Linked DNA regions of Sus scrofa: region 1 is linked to region 2. Evidence: chromatin contacts called from public Hi-C data. All regions are on one chromosome and are shown on one strand. Each heading gives the region's core, a stretch centred on a gene start, on an enhancer-like site or on the middle of the called end of the contact. The rest is flanking DNA. Distances are from core to core; before and after follow the strand shown.

Region 1 (4,276 bases), core at 1,261-3,760, 190 kb after region 2:
TTTTCCCTTTTGGTTGAACTTTGTCCACCTGGTGGGTTCATCGTAATCATATTTTTAAGCTTTTAAAGTCCATGTTTGCTAATCCCAACATCTGAGTTATCGCATGGTTGATTTCAGTTTATTGGAGTTTTTTTCTTATTTATGTGTCACATTTCTAGTTATTTTTATAGTTGCTCGACACTGTAAATGCTACCTTGCTGACGTTATGGAATTTATTGTACTCAAGATTTTTTTTCTTTCAGACAGTTAATTAACTTACTGACAGAACAGCTTGAGCCTTTCAAAGTTTGCTTTTAAAGCTTTCAATATGAATCCACACTAGTCTTTACTCTAAGGGTAGAGTATTTCTATCCCTAGAATGAATTCTACCCCTTGACCGGAATGTTCAGTGAGGTCTTCCCATTCTGGATAGTTGGACTCTCTGTGTCCTTCTGCACTGTAGAAGGACACAGGCTCCAGGCCTGCTGGAGCTTTGTCCTTACATTCATGGTTCAGTATATGGCCAAAGAAGGAAGCAGATCCCTAAGCAGGTTTCTGGAGCTCCTTTTATGCACCGTTCCCTTCATTAATGATATCCTGCCCCACACACTCCAGCTGCCTTAGCTGCCCTGAGCTCTCTCCTCTGCATCCATAGAAGACTGAGATTGCTAAAGGACTGTGGGCCCCTTCTTCCTGCACCAAGGCCCAGAAAATACCCTCAGGCAAAGAGCTAAGGTGATCTTGGCGCTCACCGCATTTTTCTGCTTGTTTTCCAATACCCAGAACCAGCTGACTTGTATATTTTGATCAGTTTTCTAACCATCTATAGAGAAAGGGTAGTTAGGCGTCAGTTGCTCTGCCTTGGCCTGTGGTAGACCCCTCATGACCCATTTTTGGAAGTGTTCAGTGGACGCGTGCTCAGCTGTGTCCTGAGGAACCTAATGCAGTACAGGGCTGCCATGTCTCCAGAGCCTCAGCGGGTTTCCTCACACCACACCCTTTCCAGAAGGACCTTCCTGCTGCTCATCCAGGTTCTCCACCTCTGGTCTTCAGACTTCCCACCCAGAGGAGAACCTTGTGCTGGCTTCCTGACCAAGTCCTGGCAAAGTCAAAGACTAGTTCATCCCCTGAGTCTCAGCAGGTTACTGTGTCCAGCTTAGGCATAAAATAAAATCAGGAGGGGACAGTGCGGACTTAAGTGAATTGCCATAATCCCTCCATGTATAAATAAGATAGGAAAGTTTGTTGAGCATCCTTTAATGCAGAAAATGAATTTATATTTTTATTCAATGCTCATGCAAATAAGATCCCTGGCCAAGATTTCTTTTCTTGGGATAACCTATGATTAAATATTTGAATCTTTTAGTACCTCTCTTTAAAGATGAAATTTGAGCAGTTTGGGTTGAGATTAACGTCTCCAATCCCCTTCCCACTGCCTAGAGCACAACATTCAGTAGTAAATGTTGGTGATGATGAAAAACCACCATTGAAACGGTACCAAATGCTGGTAAGGAAGTGAAAGAAGGAACTCTCATGTACTGTCTCCATCAAGGCCTTTAGTACTGTTGGGTGGAAGACAGGTACAAGAGCATTCATTGAAGCATTGCTGTTTTCTGCAATAAAAAGAATTAAAACGGTCTCTATGTTCATTAGTAGGAGACTAGATACGTAACTCGTGGGCTGTGTATTCAATAGAATATTATTCAGGAAGTTCCCTTGTGGGCTAAGGATCCAGCATTGCTGCAGCTGTGGCACAGGTAGCAACTGTGGTGTGGGTTCAGTCCCCGGCCCTGGAACTTCCACATGCCATGGGTGTGGCCAAAAAAAAAAAAACAACTCAGAATATTATTCAGAGGGAAATGGAATAATTAGACTAAAGACAAATTTTTTTAAAATATTGAATGAAAAGAGAAATTTGCCAAAGGTGACAAATGTATGATATCCTTTCTATGATTTATAACAAGATATACTATTTATGTTTAGATGCATCTATACTAAAGTTCCTCCCAAAAAATCCAAGAGTGCGAGAGACAAATTGAGGGTATTTGTTCTTTTTGCAAGGGTAGAATGGGGGAAAGAAAAAAAAGAATCAGGAGTTCAAGCTGGATAGCTGATACAAGGCAGATTTTTATATATTATATTATTCCCTAAACTTTGCATTCCTGCAGTATTTCTTAATATGTTTTCGAAGAACAGGATTACTTTTTTACTTCCACATTCCCAATTTATTTCAAAATGAATAAGAGAGTTTCCAAGCAATGCATTTTCTCAGTTAAGAATCTATCCTCTAGAAACCACTGAAATGTAAGGGACTTGCTTTCCCCTTTGACCTTTCCTGTTCTATAATTAGTGAGTCTCTCTCTGGCTTTGTCCTCTGTGGATGAGGGACATTCATGTCTCGGATACAAAACAGCACTCTATTAGCAAGGCTGATTGTTGAAGTTTATGCAAAATGTGGGCACTCTCAAGCACAGGTGAAAAATAATACCTGAAACAGAAGAAAGGCATGTTTAATTTACTAGAAGAATGTCAATAGGATAAAGTCCAAGTTACACATGAATATTGTCAGTGCCCCATGATGGCTCTGTCCACATCTAAGTCCACAGCCACAAGAAAGGCTTCATGTGGTCTAGGTCAGCTTTTCTCTGATAAACATTTATCATCCTCTTGGCAAAAGGGAAAGTAGGTAATATAAATTCCATTTTCTTAGCTTTGGCATCTTAGCAGTGACACCAATCGAACTATGTAGATTAACACAGATGTTCAGTGCACTTGAAGCAAAGCTTTGAAAAATCTGGCAGCCGAAAAAGAGACGATAGAGGAGGAGAACTGAGAAGAAAAAGGATGCAAAAGAATCTCAATGATTTGAAAAATGTAAGGTTGGAACCTTAAAACCTATGGACACTCAAGATAAATTGGAGTCATGTTGATGAACGTTGTCCATCTCTCCACAGAGACCCAGGCATGGGCTATGGACTATGGGGCGGGGAACTAGTCTGACATTAAACGTAGCCTCCAGAAGGTAACTGAGGACACTCCCATAGTATAATTGCCACAATGAGGGTGCACACACTAGAGCAAGGGGCCACAGATAAAGGAATAACTAATGTGGAATCTGACCCTCAGTCTGGGCCCTTGTGCTCCTCATCCTCAATCAAAGGGATGAAGAGAAAATTCCAAAACCAAAGAAGAACAACCACTCTCATGGCATTGTTTAAATATCTGGAAAAAGCGGTATGAATGAAGAGTGACTTTTTTTTTTTTTTTTTTTTTTTTGTGTGTGTGTCTTTTTAGAGCCACACCTGCAGCATGTGGAAGTTCCCAGGCTAGAGGCTGAGTCATATCTGCAGCTGCTGGCCTAGGCCACAGCCACAGCAACGCAGGATCTGAGCCGCATCTGTGATCTATACTACAGCTCACGGCAACGCCAGATCCTTAACCCACTGAGCGAGGCCAGGGATGGAACCTGCATCCTCATGGATACTAGTCAGGTTGTTACTGCTGAGCCATTACAGGAACTCCATGAGTGACTTTTTCAATATATGTGCTATGGGCTGAAGGGTGGTCCCCTCCCACCCAAATTCCTCTGTTGAAATCCTAATCCCCAGGCCTCAGAAATTGACTGTATTTGAAGATAGGGCCTTTATACATGGTGGACCCCAATCTATTTTTATAGACACACACAGAGGAAAATCAGAGAGAAGATGACCCTCTGTAGGCCAAAGAGAGAGAGACCTTGGAAGAAACCAACCAAACCAAACCAACTCCCTTGATCTCAGACTCCTAGCTTCCAGATTGGTGGGAAAATAAATTATTTAAGCCACCTTGTCTGTGATACTTTGTTATGTCAGCCATAGGAAATTAGTAATACAACATCATACACTTAAAATGACAGTTAAAAAAAAAAAAACCTCTGTGTTAATCTATAATGTTCGAACCGTATTATTGAGTTTTAAAAAGTAGGCTATGAAACACATGTGTGTAGAATGATCCAATTTTGATAAAATCATGCAACTATATGCATAAGTATAGATTTAAAAAGGTGATAAATGTTACTGCTAATGATTTTTTACTTTTTTCATTAGGCTTTTCGGCATTGGTCCGTTATTTTAATAGGCATGTGCATGGATGAGCTCAAGTGGGAATAAATATAGAGAGCACGAAGAGAAGGTAGCTCGGGGCAGAACCTTGGGGAATGCTGATGTGTAAGGGACAGGGGGTGGGAGCGAGCAAAGGCAACAAAGAAGAATCATCCGGGCAGGAGAGGACCTGCGGTGTAATTCCAACGATGCCAGTG
Region 2 (4,622 bases), core at 490-2,989:
TCAGACGTAAGGGCTGCAGAAAAGGTGGGGGTCTCTACGCAGAAACTACCCCTCTAACCCAGTGGTTCTCAAGGAGTGGCCTCCAGACCGGCCTCACCAGCACCTCCTGGGAACTTGTCAGAAGTGCACAGCATCAGGCCCCACTCCAGACCTACTGACTCAGAAACTCTAGAGGTGGGCCCGGCAGTCTGTTGTAACAGGCCTTTCAGGTGATTCTGGGACATGATCAAGTTTAAGAACTAGTGGCCTAACCAAATAGCATGGAGTTTGACCATAATAATTATCAATAAAAATGAGTCTGTTTAGGTATTTCAGATGACTCTGTTGTTTATAACACCACAATTACATTGATAGAAACAAACAAAAGAAACTTGTTAAGACTATACTTTGCGGCGTTCCTGCTGTGGCTCAGCAAGGACCCGATGTCTCTATGAGGATGTGGGTTCAATCCCTGGCCTCGATCAGTGGGTTAAGGATCTGGGGTTGCCGTGAGCTGTGGTGTAGGTCACAGACATGGCTCAGATCCCGCGTTGCTGTGGCTGTGGTGTAGGTCGGCAGCTGCAGCTCTGATTCGACCCCTAACCTGGGAACCTCCATATCCCTCCCTGGATAACCCCGCCATTCTTCCACCTAGAACACCTCATCCCTTCTCTGTCCTCTTTCATGTAACTTCTGGCCTCTAAGTGCTAATGCCCATCACAAACTTTGGACTACACAGCAGGCATTAGCCTACTCATGTTCTCAGACGAGGCTGAGCCTCAGAAACTACCAATAGGAAACAAAAATGAGTTGATTTATCTCCCCTAGCTTAGAGTTTTCTAGGACATGGGAGGGAAGAGAGGCATAGATAGCCCTTCCCAAACCTGGCTGTACACCCCTACACTACAGCATTAAATGCCAAAGGAGGAAGAAAGGGCATGTGGAAAGCAAGAGTGCGCTGGAAGGATTATATCACCGTTTCAGGCGGTGATTTACAGCATCGTTTCGTTGCTGTCACAGACCCCAAAGATAACACATTGATAAAGTTCCGATGCTCACAGGGTGTGTGGGCACACGAAGGACACACGGGCATCTGACAGGTGAGGGATAAACAGAGACGTGAAGAAATGGGTTGTTTGGCAAGTGGCTCTCAGTTCAATTGGACCCTAAGTTTAGGCTCCAGCCACAAAACATGCCGAGGTTTACTATGAAGCCGTATGTGGATGACTCCAGGGCTGTTTAAGAAAAAAAGAAAGAAAAAAAAAAAAAACTCCTCTGAGGAAAGTTCAAGGAAGACCTGCTGTATCTCCGACTAAATCATCACTTGTTCCCAAATCATCCCTTCCCGGACCTGCACCTGCTCAGCCTCTCCCGCCTCCTCCCAGCTGGCACCCCCACACCTCCTGGCCCGTCCATTTCCTTCCTCCTCCTGGAGGCTTTTGTTTCCTTTTATTCCTGGGCCGCCTTTCATGCTCCTCTATACTTGTAGGAAGAAAATGCTTCCCACTTCCCAGGGCAAAGAGCCTGCCCACTCTTCTGATTAACCTCCTCCGGAGCTGCCCAGCACCGTTTCTCTCAAAACACCGCCCTTCTCTCACCTCCCTCCTCCTCCCGCCCAGCACACCCGGGGCAGCCAGATCCCGGCTCCAGAGCCTGTTTTTCCCAACAAGCCCTGACGATTCTTGGATAAAATGCCTTATCTCTGACTTCCCTCTAAAACTTATTGACCTGCTGACTCATTCCCTCACTCAAAGAGCTATTGTTTCATCATCCTGCTTCATGTTCCCAGAATACCAGTAAAAGTAACGATGAGAGTAATATTCCGTGAGTCATTTAAATAGCTCACTTATTTTGCAGCAACTACAGTTTACTTGTTGAATTTACATGGGTGTGCATGTAGCTTTGCATTCTAAAATTATTAACAGATACATCATTCCTTCGGTTTAGGTAGTCGAATAGGTTTCACCTTCTAAAGTATTTAGGTGCCTGGACTGTCAAGGTCAAGCAAAGGAGGAAGAAGGGTTTATTGCTAGAATCAGAATAACACTGGAATGGATCTTTGCACTCAGTGAGTCTATTTTATATGCATTAAAATTAGGGTCCAGAGAAGTTAAAACTTCCCAGGGTTATAGATCGAGTGGAAAAGTTGAGATGCAGACTCAATCAGCTTAGTGACAGAGCTGGTGCTTGCAGCCACATGTTTAACTGATAAAAAAAATATCAGTGGGCTTTGAAATCTGCAAAGCACCATCTAAAGGGAATGTATTGATACAGTTGTTATTACCACACAATAATAAAGAATGAGATGCCACTCTGAGATGCGGCAGGGAGGTTATTACACTGAAGGCTCCAGGTAAATGAAGATGTAGTTAGCCCAGCTCCTGAAAATACGACAGTCCCCAGAGCTTAAAGAGGAGAGGAAGGTCACGGGTTCGGGCTCGGGTCCGAAGTGGAAGTGGAAAGGCATGAGGGCCGAGGTTCTCAGCTGTCACATCAATCACCTGTGTCTGGTTTAAAACAGGTTCTGATTCAGCAGGAGGGCTGGGGGCTGAGGTCCTGCAGGTCTACCAAGCTCCCCGGGGATGTCGATGGTGCGCTTCCATGGACATCACTTTGAGTGGCAAGGATGAGGAATTCAGTTTCAGGACCAAAAACATCAAAGGAGAATAACAGTACCTGGACACGGAGTCAGACCCCCAGGACCGGAGTCCCAGGTCTGTGGCAGATTTGCTCTGCGTGAGTTGGGCAGATGTGTACCTGTCTCTCTCCGTGCCTCATTTTCCTCGCCTTTAAACTAAGGGAGTTGCCTGGGATGGTCTGGATGCTTACTGAAGCCCCTTTAAGCTGGAATGCCCTATGACTCAGAGACCGCAGCGCACCTGCCCGCCTGCAGTCAGGGAGGTGGGCTCTGAAAGGTCTTGTCTTAGTGCCCCTGACTGGGTGCAGGTGGGCCTCTAATTTCCGTTGCCATGCTCCAGACCCTGCCTGACTCTTTTCTTTGGCCACATTTTTGAACCACGTGGTCCCAATTTCCCATCCCTTTCGTGCCACTTGATCCTTCACTTCCCCTCCCACAGCATCTGGCTTCCTCTGTTCCCTCGAAGTTGGCCTTTTCCTCACCCTGCTTCTTTCTACATCCTTCCCCTTTTCGTGGCCTTGTACATGAGAAATGATTACAATCAGAGCACTTTTTAAAAAAACTAAAGCATGTCAGCATCGCTCCATGTTGTTAGTTTGCTGATTAAACACGAACTCTTTAAAGACTGTGTTCGGGGAGGTACCACTGCTTTTCAGGAAGAATTCATCAGTTCTATAGAAGAGCATCCAGTCTGTACGTATATACACATGTATCAGTGAGACAGACACCCAGGAGACTCAGGATGAGGAATCCAGAGGTCACTAAAATACCTACGCGGATTTAGGAATTTAGATTCCTAGGCTCCGCGTTGTGGGAGCATGAAAGTGTGATCTCAGCCAGTTAAACAGCCACCCGGCCCAGGTCTCACTTCTCCTCCTATAGGAAGAAGGAAATACAGCTCACCACACACAACTTTATCAGGACTGCGAAACTGGTTCCGTTAAGGGCAACCCCCAGAAGAGAGGACTATAATTCTCCCCTCCACCCATCACACAGTAAAATGTCCCAACTGCACAAACAAGTAAATATGTTTTTATCAGAAACTAGCCTCGGTTCCAACACACCATACCTCCCCAAGAGTTGCTATTTCTACGGGAAGAAGAAATACCAGAGGCTTCAATGAATATCCCGGATGAAACAAACCTATCCTTTCAAATCCTTTGGAAAAACAAAATCTTCAGCTCCCTCCTTCCCCATAACCAGACCCTTCAGGACCTTGTGGTATTTCCCCAAATACCATAATTCTGTGTGACATCTGGTTTCCAGCCCTCCCAGGCTGAGATTTTTTTTTTTAAAGAGACAATCATGAATTTTGACATTCTGAGCAGCCACCGTGTGTGTCTGTGGGAGGCACTCTGCCCAACCTTGCCTGGCATCAGCACACACTAGATGATTCTGGCATTTTCCCCCAAACAAGGAATCCACTTAAAAAAAAAAAATTCCTAGGATGCCATTTTCTTCAAAAGCAGAAGGTATTTCAGATGCGACAGGACACCCCATTCCCCTTCCCTTTAACTCCTCACCAGCATCACGGAAACCTACACATTGGAAAGGCTGCTCCAAGAGGGGTGTCTGAGTGTCTGGAACTGCCCTGTCGTCCTTTTTCTGGGCCCAGGATTTGAGAATGAGGCCCACTAGCCACAGTGTGCTGGACATGCGTCTCTATTCCTTTACTTTCTCTTGCTCACTCTCTCTCTTTTTCTTTTTACAGCTGCATCGGGGCATGTAGAAGTTCCTGGGCTAGGGGTCGAATCAGAGCTGCAGCTGCCGGCCTGCGCCACAGCCATGGCAACACTGGATCGGAGCTGCATCTTCGACCTATGCTGCAGCAACGCTGGATCCTTAACCCACTGAGTGAGGCCAGGGATCAAACCCGCATTCTTACAGAGACAATGTCGGGCCCTCTGAGCCACAACGGGAACTCTATGGGTCTCTATTTCTGAGCCGTGGATATGAAGGGGAGACCCAGCCAGTGCGACAGGGAAGCTGGAGGGCCCGATGATGC

Evidence for each region. Hi-C and Micro-C count contacts between places; a contact is called where the count stands out from the background.
Region 1: a Hi-C map of liver shows a contact between it and region 2, with 1.8 times the contacts expected there. The contact joins two enhancer-like sites. A contact is called at or near these places in 1 of 47 Hi-C or Micro-C datasets (liver) and 1 of 2 datasets of contacts at active chromatin or transcription factors (alveolar macrophages).

The regions. Positions count from the first base shown.
Region 1 is chr1:9,632,386-9,636,661 of Sscrofa11.1, forward strand. No RefSeq gene overlaps it. Among named protein-coding and RNA genes, the nearest start is that of ZDHHC14, 15 kb to the left of the region's middle. Within about 2 kb of position 2,511, at least 2 of the 83 cell types and tissues checked have an H3K27ac peak or open chromatin away from gene starts, as enhancers often do. A contact at or near this core is called in liver, where this site is marked.
Region 2 is chr1:9,448,027-9,452,648 of Sscrofa11.1, forward strand. All of the region lies in intron 2 of ZDHHC14 (probable palmitoyltransferase ZDHHC14), which reads right to left. Among named protein-coding and RNA genes, the nearest start is that of ZDHHC14, 170 kb to the right of the region's middle. Within about 2 kb of position 1,740, at least 25 of the 83 cell types and tissues checked have an H3K27ac peak or open chromatin away from gene starts, as enhancers often do. A contact at or near this core is called in liver, where this site is marked.